2 separate regions of the Gossypium hirsutum genome follow, and region 1 is linked to region 2. A link is a contact called in public Hi-C data. All regions are on one chromosome and are shown on one strand. The core of a region is the stretch at or near the end of the contact, and the rest is flanking DNA. Distances in the headings are between cores, read along the strand shown. Region 1 has its middle 52 kb from the start of LOC107902299. Region 2 holds the start of LOC107939214.

Region 1 (5,260 bases), core at 705-3,204, 87 kb before region 2:
ATTATCATTTTGTCAACCAATTTAGGACCCCTTTAGATGGGCGTTTACCTCCAATGCAGTGCATTTAGCTTTCTTTTTGTTTCACGCTACAGTATAACTACAATATTTAATCTCACCGCCACCGTTTTTTTTACACTAACCGCAAGTAAACACACTGCCCATCTATAAGGCCCTTAGTACTTAGAGTTAACGACGTTAGAAAAAATAGGTGGCCACGTGGAACTCATTAAAACACACTACATGGTGGGTTTTTTTTATCCATGTCAACGATGGCATGACATCCACTTAGATTAAAATATTAAATAATATGTATAAATTCTAAAATAAATTTTTTAAAAAATAAAAAATGAATTTAAAATAGTATATAACTTCTAAAAATTCTAAATTATAAAAAATATATTACAAATTTTAAAAATTAAAATATTTTAAAAAAGAAAGTAAAAAAATAAAAATATGTATAAATTCTAGAAAATATAATAATTAAAAAACATTTCTTTTTTTTACAGAACTCAAAAAAGAATTGACCATCAATGATTCATCAACATTTAATTTGATTTTGTTTAATTTTAAATAATTTAAAATTTGTTGCCTTCGTCAAAAAAACAAAAATCGAAATGTCAAGTCATGGTTTGCATGAATAAAATGTTATGTAGCTCATTTTGATATGTTAAATGTATTCAACCATTTTTTTAACAACGTTATTCCAAAGACTTTTAAGATAAAAAAAAAACTGATAATAAAAAATAGATAGTAAAATAAGAAAAATGCTTTAAATTAACACGTAACCCCGCTTCTAAAAATGGTCTAATCCAATTGAGAAAAATGCTCTAATTTTTTGGTTCTAATTCAAGAACAAATCACGAGTAAATCCTTTTTTTAATGCAATAACGTGACATTCAGAATCCAAAAACTTTGCCAACTTGTTATGTGGGGCCATTTCTATTTGCCTTATTATTTCTAATAAAAATAATATAAATGTTGTATCTTATCACCTTGCATACAGTGTCTCATGAAATTAACTACTTTTATTATGGAGAACTAGCCTATGGAAGGACTTGTCCCATCCGCCCATACTTTCTCGTTAGCTATTGTTAAATCAGCATTCATTCTTAATAAAAGTCCAATTATTTAATTTTTTATCATATCTTTGAAAAGTCTTCTATTACCCACTGCAAGTGCAATCGGATCAGTGCGAAATAATTTTTTTTCATAATTTTACAAGTTACGACAACTCCTATAAAACCCTAAAAGAGCTGATGCTAAGCTCCTCTTCCGAAAAGAGTTCTTCCTCTTACTATAAAAAAAATATCCCTCTAATCTCCATTAAACTCTTCCCCCTTAAGTTATTCTCAATGATTGACATTAATTTTTCAATGTCAACTAGGACTAAATTTTGTATCGACATTAAAAGATAATGAAAATATAATATAAAAATAACACAAAAATCTAATGAAGTTTCGTTTCAGTTGACAAAAACAGATGTTTTAAGTCTTTGAGTATTTAAATTTAATATTCACCATACGCAATAAAAATATGTAACTATTTAAATTCCATTATGAATTATTGAATTTTAATTCGGTTAATTAATTTATAATTTGGATATTTCTGATTTATAATTTATACTATAATAATATGAGTTTTTTTATTAAAAAACTAAGTTTTTATTCTAAATTTTAATCTATTTATATTTTAATAGTTCTACTAGCACTTTAATTATAATGTAGTTATAAACTTAAAAGAAAAAAAGGAAATTAGCATATACGTAAATGATTTAAAAACTGGGTTTGTAATATATAAATGGAAATAATTATAAAAATATGATATAGGAAAACAAGAATTATATAAGTCTCTCTCGTCTCATCATGAATCTACCTCTGGAGCCTGGCTGGACAGCACCCCATGTGATCAAAACCATCCCAAAAGAAAGGCAGATGGAGGGTTACCTTTAGCCATTGGATTAGCGATGACGCGGCCTAGAAGAGACACACGTCAAACCCACGACTTTTTGTGGTTCGAGGATTACTAGAACAGATGTATTTTTGGATGGTGGTGTTTGGGTTTAGGCGAGTGAAGGACCTGTCAGACACGTGCGTAGGCCACTTTAAAGGTAAGCATTTATTAGGCCCTACCACAAAGCCCACATACATAAAACGACAAAACATCCAAGGCGTGCAATCAAAACTAGAAATGAGAACAGAAAATGCAACATATCGTATCGTTGTTGACTGAGTTAATAATATATATCTAGTCATATTATTTAAGTTGCTCAATCATCTAAAAGATCTAATTATTTTATAAAAAAGAAATGTTAAAATATAGAAAATCCTTTAAATTTTATCATTATACTTCAGATTTTCTTTACAATTAAAAATCTTCTTATTCTTTCACTTAGCTCCTTATTTGTGTTAAGAATTAATTTATGTTTATTAGAGTACAATTAAAATTTTAAAATTTATTTAAATTGTTAAAATTATCTTGTTACATAGGCATAAGCTGGAACTTGTATAATATTTTAGATTTTAAATAGCACTAGTATGGTGATTGCATTTTTTTAGGGTACATTACTAAAGTTGATTAACAGAGAATTAAAATATTTACAAGTTTTTTTAGCTTGTGAATATGAATTTTATATGGTATATCAATTGATTTATATTTGATGTATAGGGAATGTATAAATTTATGTACTTTTAATAAATCATATGATGTTATAACGTTATTTTTATATAAAAATTTTAAATCGCTGATAATGAAATATATTTCATTTTCATGACTGTGGATGAAGTGAGCAATTATCATGCCACACATTGTAGTTTATAAAATTGTTTTTATACAATATTAGTGGTAGGGGATGGGGGTAACATGATTTGAATGTTTGATAAGAGTTTTAATCATCACTCCATTTAAATCAAGACTTGTGGTTTATAAAGTTATTTTTTTAATACTTTTAAATTTTAATATATTTATGATAGGTTAAAATTTACTATTAATCCTTATATTTTACAAAAGTTGTGGATTTAATCATTGTACTCTAATTTGTTCTTTTTTAGTCATTATACCTTTCAAATTTTAAAATTTCAGTCCTCAGCAAATAATAGTTGTTAATTCATTAAGTTAAGTTATACTATTTTCAAAATCTGATATAACAAATATATTATTATATGTGTAATCTTATACCAGCTTATTATTTCTCCATATTACCCGCTAAAAATCTAGTTAATGGATCAACGACTATCATTTATGTCAAGATTAAAATTTCAAAATTTAAAAAGTACAGGGACTTAGAATGATACAATTAGAAAATATAAACTAAATCTAGAATTATGTGCAAAGTACAAGATTAACAATTGAATTTAATCAAATAGATTTAACTGCTATTGATTAGGTTAGAACTAAAATATTTCAAATTCTGAAAAGTAGGAGGACTAAAATTGACCAATTCAAAAAGTAAAAAGACTAAAATTAATTAAATTAAAGTACAAAGACTAAATCTTTAACTTTCGCAAAGTATAGGGACTTAGTAGCAGAATTTAACCTTAATGATATAATATCATATGATAGGAACATCAAGGCTCGGCTCACATGGCCCGTTCTAAAACTCTTTGCATCATTTAATGCCTCCTCTCACTTCTCATATTCTCTTTGTATATAAAACTTGTATTAGTTCCTCAACCCAAAAACACAAGGCGGTTCCTTTTGTTATCTCTCTTTTTAATTTTTTTTCCAATTTCATTTCTTCTTATTTTGCAGTTAGAAAGCTTAAGAAATTTAGTCACATTTGTTAATTTCTTTCATTTTTTTATGAAACGTATGGAGTTAAGGAGGTGCAAAGAGTTTTCTAGGGCGAAATGGAGGAGGAGGAGGAGAAGATGGACAGGTGACAGCGGTGACCGTGGCAGTAGATCAGTTCGAACAAAGGTGAAGAAGTTGCAAAGGCTAATTCCGGGTGCAAAAGGGTTGAAGCCGGACTGGCTGTTTCTAAGGACAGCTGATTATATATTGCAGTTGAGATTACAAGTTAATATATTGCAAGCTCTTTCCAAGATTTATGGACCCTCACATTAATGTTTATGATATTTTATGTATATTTTGATACAAAACTTACATGGCATAAGATGCCATATAAAAAATGCATGCTCTTTCCTTGATAATGATAAATATATGCTATGTTTTTTTTTTAATTTAGAATATATTGGTGGGTTTAATTTCCTTTGCAATTCATGTTGTACTACATGCTATGAATGCCGAAGCACGTCGCCCCATGATCTACCGGAATTTTCCTGTCATTTCTTTGGTCTTTCCCTTTTGTTCTTCATAATTAATACGGCTCTTACAACATGAAATCCGGTACTCAGCTTTTAGTTTTTCTTTTATAATGTTTCTAGCTGTTTATATTCAATATATACACAAAACCTCATTTCACCTTTTTCTCTGAGATGATTATTATTGCTATTTTTTTTAGTTCAATGATGCAAATATTTTCATGATTTCATCTTAAGATAACAAATGCACATTCAACGCTTTGGTTTTACATTCTCTTCTCTTCCTTTTGGTTAATTAAGCACTTTGTTAAAGGCCACAGAGTTCAAACTATTTAGGGTCTGTTTGATTGAAGGAATTGATTTTCCGGAAAATCATTTCTAACTTTTTCAGCGTTTGATTGGCGGAAAATATTTTCTATTTGGAAAATGAACTCCAAAACATGGGAAAATGGATTACATTTTAGGGAAAATGTCTTACCCTTTCAATTTCCGTAAGACATTTTCCGTGCTCTCCTCTCTATCGCCTCCTTCATTCCTTCCTTCATTTCCGGTAGAAAATTGCTTCTGTTTATCGATTTTCCAGTAACTTGTTTTTTTAATTATTCAATACTTGTTTTTTTAACACAATTACAAATAATTTATTTGATATTAATTTTTTCAATTTATAACGATTAATATTGTAGCTTAATAATTGAGTATTATTATAAATAAATCATTGCAATATATGTAAAAATAATTTAAAATATAAAAATTTATTAATATATATCAATATATGTAAAAACAATTTTTTCGAAAAATATTTCCAAGAAATCTGCCAAACAGCCGAAAATATTTTACACAGTTCAATCAAACACCAGAAAATATTTTTCAGTAAATCATTTTACCGAAAAGTAAAATATTTTCCCGAAATCATTTTATGGAAAATATTTTACTGACAATCAAACAGACCTTTAATTTCACCCGCCAAGTAAATCTATAAAGTATTCATTAGATGAAAGAGA
Region 2 (5,152 bases), core at 881-3,380:
AAGACTTTTCTATGGACAACGCAAGACAAGCATGACTGGGGAATTGATTGAGTGAATACCAGAACCTTACATGTAATCAATCTTAATAGGGCTCTCTTACCAGAAACTGCCATCTCCCTAGCCATTTTTGTATTGGTATGCATGATCCCAATAAAGGAACACACTAGGGATCCAATTCAGTAAGAATAATGATCCCACAGCATATAGTTCATCATAAATTTGAGTAATACAAACAATTCACAAACTTCAGAATTTATTCATCAATTTAGACTTATTTAATTATACAAACACAAAAACTATATATCTAAGTTCCAGAAATACGTTCAATGTTCTAATAAATTGTATTTTATTCCTATTACCCCTAAATTAGGTTTCATATTAGTAGCGATTTAAGTTCTAATTATCGTTCCTTGTACAGACTGATCTGCATCCCAGGTAACATCGTAATAGGGTAATACGCATGCAGTGCAGAGAGAAAAGAGTAACACGGTTGAGACATCACACAATGGACGGAATCTTTATCTTAAAAATTTTGCAATGACTGGTTAAGACATCAAAATAACCTAAGAAGAATAAAACTGAGTAGAAGCACGATAAGTTTACATTCCATTGAACTTGCCAAACGTCTATGATATATACATTTACAGTTTACAGCATTCCCAAGTTACCAAGTTGAAAATGTTATAATCCTCAAAATTATTTAAATGCTCTTAGTGAAAGATCTATTTGTTTCCAATTTATTTGAAGAAAAACATAACAATATTTTATAAAATATTGGTAGAACATCTGCACCATTCATCTAAGTTCTAACTTACAAATATTTCTATAACCGGCATCTTTCAAATATATGAAATGGAAATGCATTTGAAGTACATTAAAATGCTTGACAGATGAAACAACTTGCTCTAACTCTAACAAGACCATCAAAATAAAAAATTGCACTCAGCACTTGGACAATGGAGAATGTATGCCAACTCAGCTAAACGTGCACTGTCCTTTATGAGGCAGGTTCAGCAACAGGACTCACTGCCAACAGATGCAAATACCTCAACTTTTTCCATTAATAACAAGCCTTGAAACATTCAGTAAGAAAAGATCACACTAAAAAAACAAAGCATTACCCAAACAAGGCAAACAATTTGAATTACTAATGCAAATGCAACAAAAATTAACAAAGCCAACCATTTGAATAATACTACGAGAAAGAAGAAACCCACTTACACAGAGATAAAGAACTAGACATCCGATAAAGGTTGCTATTAGCAGAGTCCAAAATTAGCAGCTCTCCACTGGGCAAAATCTCAATAGTGTGAGGTTCAACCCCAAGCTTACTTCCATCAAACACAGTCTCCACAGTGTATCCACCCTCAAACTTCATCATTGGACGGCCAGTAATTGCTATACATACATAAAATACCATGGAGACCACCACATCAGATGCTAACCTCAAAGCCAAAAAAAAAGAGGAAATGTGGGTTTTAATTCTAAATTCTAATAGTCGGAGATCTTAACCTGTTTTAGTGGTAGATTTGAGTGACCATAACCATTTCATAGAGGCAGACACGGCATTAGAGAAAACCCCACTTACGATCTCTGCAGGAACAAAGAATCAAATTCATTTTCCATTAAAGCAAGGATTTAGCTTAAATCTAGAAGCAGATCAAAATCAATGCGAGCTTTTTCATTTGTTTGGAAACTTACTTGCAGGTGAAGAAGTAGTAGGAGCTGAAGTGACACCTCCAAGAAGAAGCAAAAGAGCAATACCCAAGACCAACACATTTTTACCCATTGCCACTTCCACTAAAGCAAGAAAAAGAAAAAGAAAACCCAACAAAGAGCTCTTAGATATGAAAGGATATTCAAGCTTTACACATTGAGAAGAAATGCAAAACCCTATTCAGAATCTGGGACTTTTGCAGGAAAGTGAATGAACACTTTGAGCTAGAGTAAAACAGTGTGCTTTTCAATTTTTTTTCCTAGTTTTTTTAATAACAATAGGAAAAGATGGTTCTTTTTCTTGGTTTCTTTTGAGACACCGTGAAGAGTAGAGTGGTGAGTAGAAGAAGAGGAAAGGGAAAGAGACAAGAAAAAGGGAGGAAAAGCAATAAGAAAAATTAATAATAATAAAGCAAAAGAGGTAAAGGGCACTCGCTGTGACAGTGAAAGAGAGAGAAAATCAACATGATGTGGTTATACCTGGATCTTCGTGTATTACTACGGGATTAATGTATTTTCATGATTTATAATTATATTTAATATATGTTAAAATTTGATAGTATATCCTTTTAAAAATATATTTGATAGTATATAATTTTATATTATATCATGATTTATCATTTAAAGGAAATAAATTTATTAATAATGTATAGTTTACTTTACTTTATCCTGATCAGAAAACTTTAACTTTTAAAAAGGATATTAATCTCAAAAGGATTAATCATTGTAAATGGTAATATGAAAATAAAAAATACATTAATTCAAAAAAATAAAGAAGATTTAATACATAAAGTATATACTTTTATTATATCAAAAATTAATTTTTAATATATTATATGTTTTTACTCTTTTTTAAGAAATATTTTTACTTTTTTTATAAAAATATGCTTTTGTTGTAAATATATTGATAAGTGGATATCCATAATTCCCTTAAATATATCTTATTGTAACCCTCAAACAATAATTGTCTATGACCCTTAAATTAATTATTTTATAACCCCTAAATAATTTATAGAGTATCTTAATGTCAGTTCTTAATGTTGGTCCTTATTATTTTTTAACTTATGGTACTTGAAGCCCTATAAATAGAGGGTATGTACAAGCTTATTGTATCTTGAGCGTTACGGGCCTCTTGAATCTTCTATTTACCTACTTATTTATTTTTCTTTACTTTGATTTGTTCTTTGTATGAAATGTGGCTTTATTCTTGTTTTCTTTCTTTTTGATAGGAATTCTCTTGTTAAGACCCTATGAATCAATTAAAACTTCAGATTCATACCAGAACCACGATGATTCAATAAAACCTTCAAACTAAGTCCAAAGATTCTTTGAGTAAGAACCATTGGATCATCACTTATTCAATCAATAGAATAGATATAATAAAAAAAAATACAAAGAAAAGAAAATCTTTCTTTCTCTCTTAATCTTTATATTCTTCTTTTAGTTTTATAATACGTTGTCAGCATGATCTTACTCAGAAATAAAAATTCTTATGTGTTGAAGATTACACTTATCCTCCATGATTTTTCATTTGAAGCTTTAGACGCAAGATGCAAAATTTTGAATGGAGTTTTTATTTTATGTTTCATATTTAGATTATTATTATTTTAATTCTTAATTAATTATGATAATTTTGTTTAATTTTTTTAATTTTTATATTTTAAGCACGTGAAAGATTTGATCTCTATTTAGATCTTGATCAAATGCAATTTTGTGTCAACTTTTGTAATAGCCCGTTTTTAGTGAAATTAGAATAGTGGTTTCAGGACCATAAATCTGAGGTCAAAAAATTTATTTTAGTATTATTTTGTGATCTACAGCATGACATTATTATTTTATAAAAATTTCGTTAAGAAATTTTACCGTTTGTATGCTCAATTTGATGAAAAGGACTAAATCGCGTAAAGTGTAAAAGTTGTCTTCTATTAGCTAAAAGTGTTGTTAAACAGCTATAGAAATTTAAAGTGGAGGTCCTTATGTGGTAATTAGACCATTAATTGAGTTAGTGGATGTGTGTGGCTTGGCAATTATGAAAATTTTAAAGTTAGGTAAGGGTAATTTGGTAATTAGGTAAATAAAGGTTAAATTAATAAAAGAAAAAGTTATCATCTTCTCCCATTTTTCTTACCATAGCCGAAATTCACCATAGGAGAAGAGAATAAATTTTTTTAAGCTTTTCCTTTGCATGTAAGTGTTATCTTGTCCCGTTTTTGTTGATTTTTAGGTTTTTGGGATCGTTGTAGCTTAACCTAGCTTATTAGGGGACTAATTTGCAAAATGGTTTAAAGTATAGGGTTTTATCATGAGTAAATTCTAGATGTTTATGTTTTTGAAGTTTAATGGAAGAATGTGAATCTTTTTTGTTAATTAAACAACTTTTGTTAAGTGATTTTTAATGAAATTGCCAATTAGGGTTAAATTGAAAATTGAGTAAATTGTGTGGTAAATGTGTGAAATTGTGAAATTTATGGGCTGCTATGAGCATATATGTTATTTGGCTAGGCTTGGGTGGGGTGAAATTGCATGAAATTTTATTTTATGAGCCTAGGGACTAAATTGTAAAAAAGTCTAAAGATAGGGGTAAAATAGTAATTTTCCATAACATGATTTTTGGATTGAATTATATAGAATGAGGTTTAAATTAGTTAAATTTGATTATATAGATCAAGAAAAGCAACATTCGGAATTAAATCGGGGAAAAGACAAAGTAGTGGACTAAATGATTATTTTTCTTCGTATGAGTTTGAGGTAAGTTCGTGTAATTACATTGCGTATTTATATGCTTTAATTGAAATATATATATGTGGATTGTGTAATTACTATGTATAATTATCGAGTGCATAACCGGCGACATACGAAGAATACTAAGCCTCGTTTGAACCTTAGAAATTCGTAGGATACAAATGACATGTAGGGTTACTGATTCCTGCTCTTATGAGCTTACTGTTTATAGCTCGTATGAGCATACATGTACAAGAATTGACGAATTATAGTTTAGTACACCTCGTGTGTACTACCTGCGTATCTAACGGTATTCTAAGTGGTTCAATAGGCACAGTGTTGTTACGAGATTATACAAGTTCAATACGAACTAGTACATGTGAAATACAGGAAGTGGTGTATATATATGTTTGACATATGAATACATGGCTAACATGGTTGATGATTTTTGTGTTAGGCTTTTGGGCCAATTTGAGTTGTATTATACCTAAATGATATTAACTAAATTATTGTTAGTTGGTAAGTTGTATTTTTAGTTATACGAACTTACTAAGCTTAATTGCTTACTCTATTTATTTTTCCATGTTTTATAGTGTTTCGGAAGCTCGTTCAGATTGGAAGTTTTCGAAGATCTCATCATACTATCAATCACTATTTTGGTACTTTTGGTTATATATATTGGTTAAATGGCATGTATAAGTCATTTTGGCTTATG

The links. A called contact is a pair of places that touch in the nucleus more often than the background predicts.
Region 1: a Hi-C map of leaf shows a contact between it and region 2, with 1.6 times the contacts expected there. The contact joins the enhancer-like site here to the promoter of LOC107939214 in region 2. A contact is called at or near these places in 3 of 34 Hi-C or Micro-C datasets (hypocotyl and leaf).

The regions. Positions count from the first base shown.
Region 1 is chrD05:47,132,290-47,137,549 of Gossypium_hirsutum_v2.1, reverse strand. No RefSeq gene overlaps it. Among protein-coding and RNA genes, the nearest start is that of LOC107902299, 52 kb to the left of the region's middle. Within about 2 kb of position 1,954, at least 5 of the 9 cell types and tissues checked have an H3K27ac peak or open chromatin away from gene starts, as enhancers often do. A contact at or near this core is called in hypocotyl and leaf, where this site is marked.
Region 2 is chrD05:47,045,685-47,050,836 of Gossypium_hirsutum_v2.1, reverse strand. It overlaps LOC107939214, which reads right to left and starts at 2,130. Exons shown (of 7, transcript XM_016872507.2): 1 at 1,702-2,130; 2 at 1,513-1,593; 3 at 1,222-1,398. The coding sequence starts at 1,789.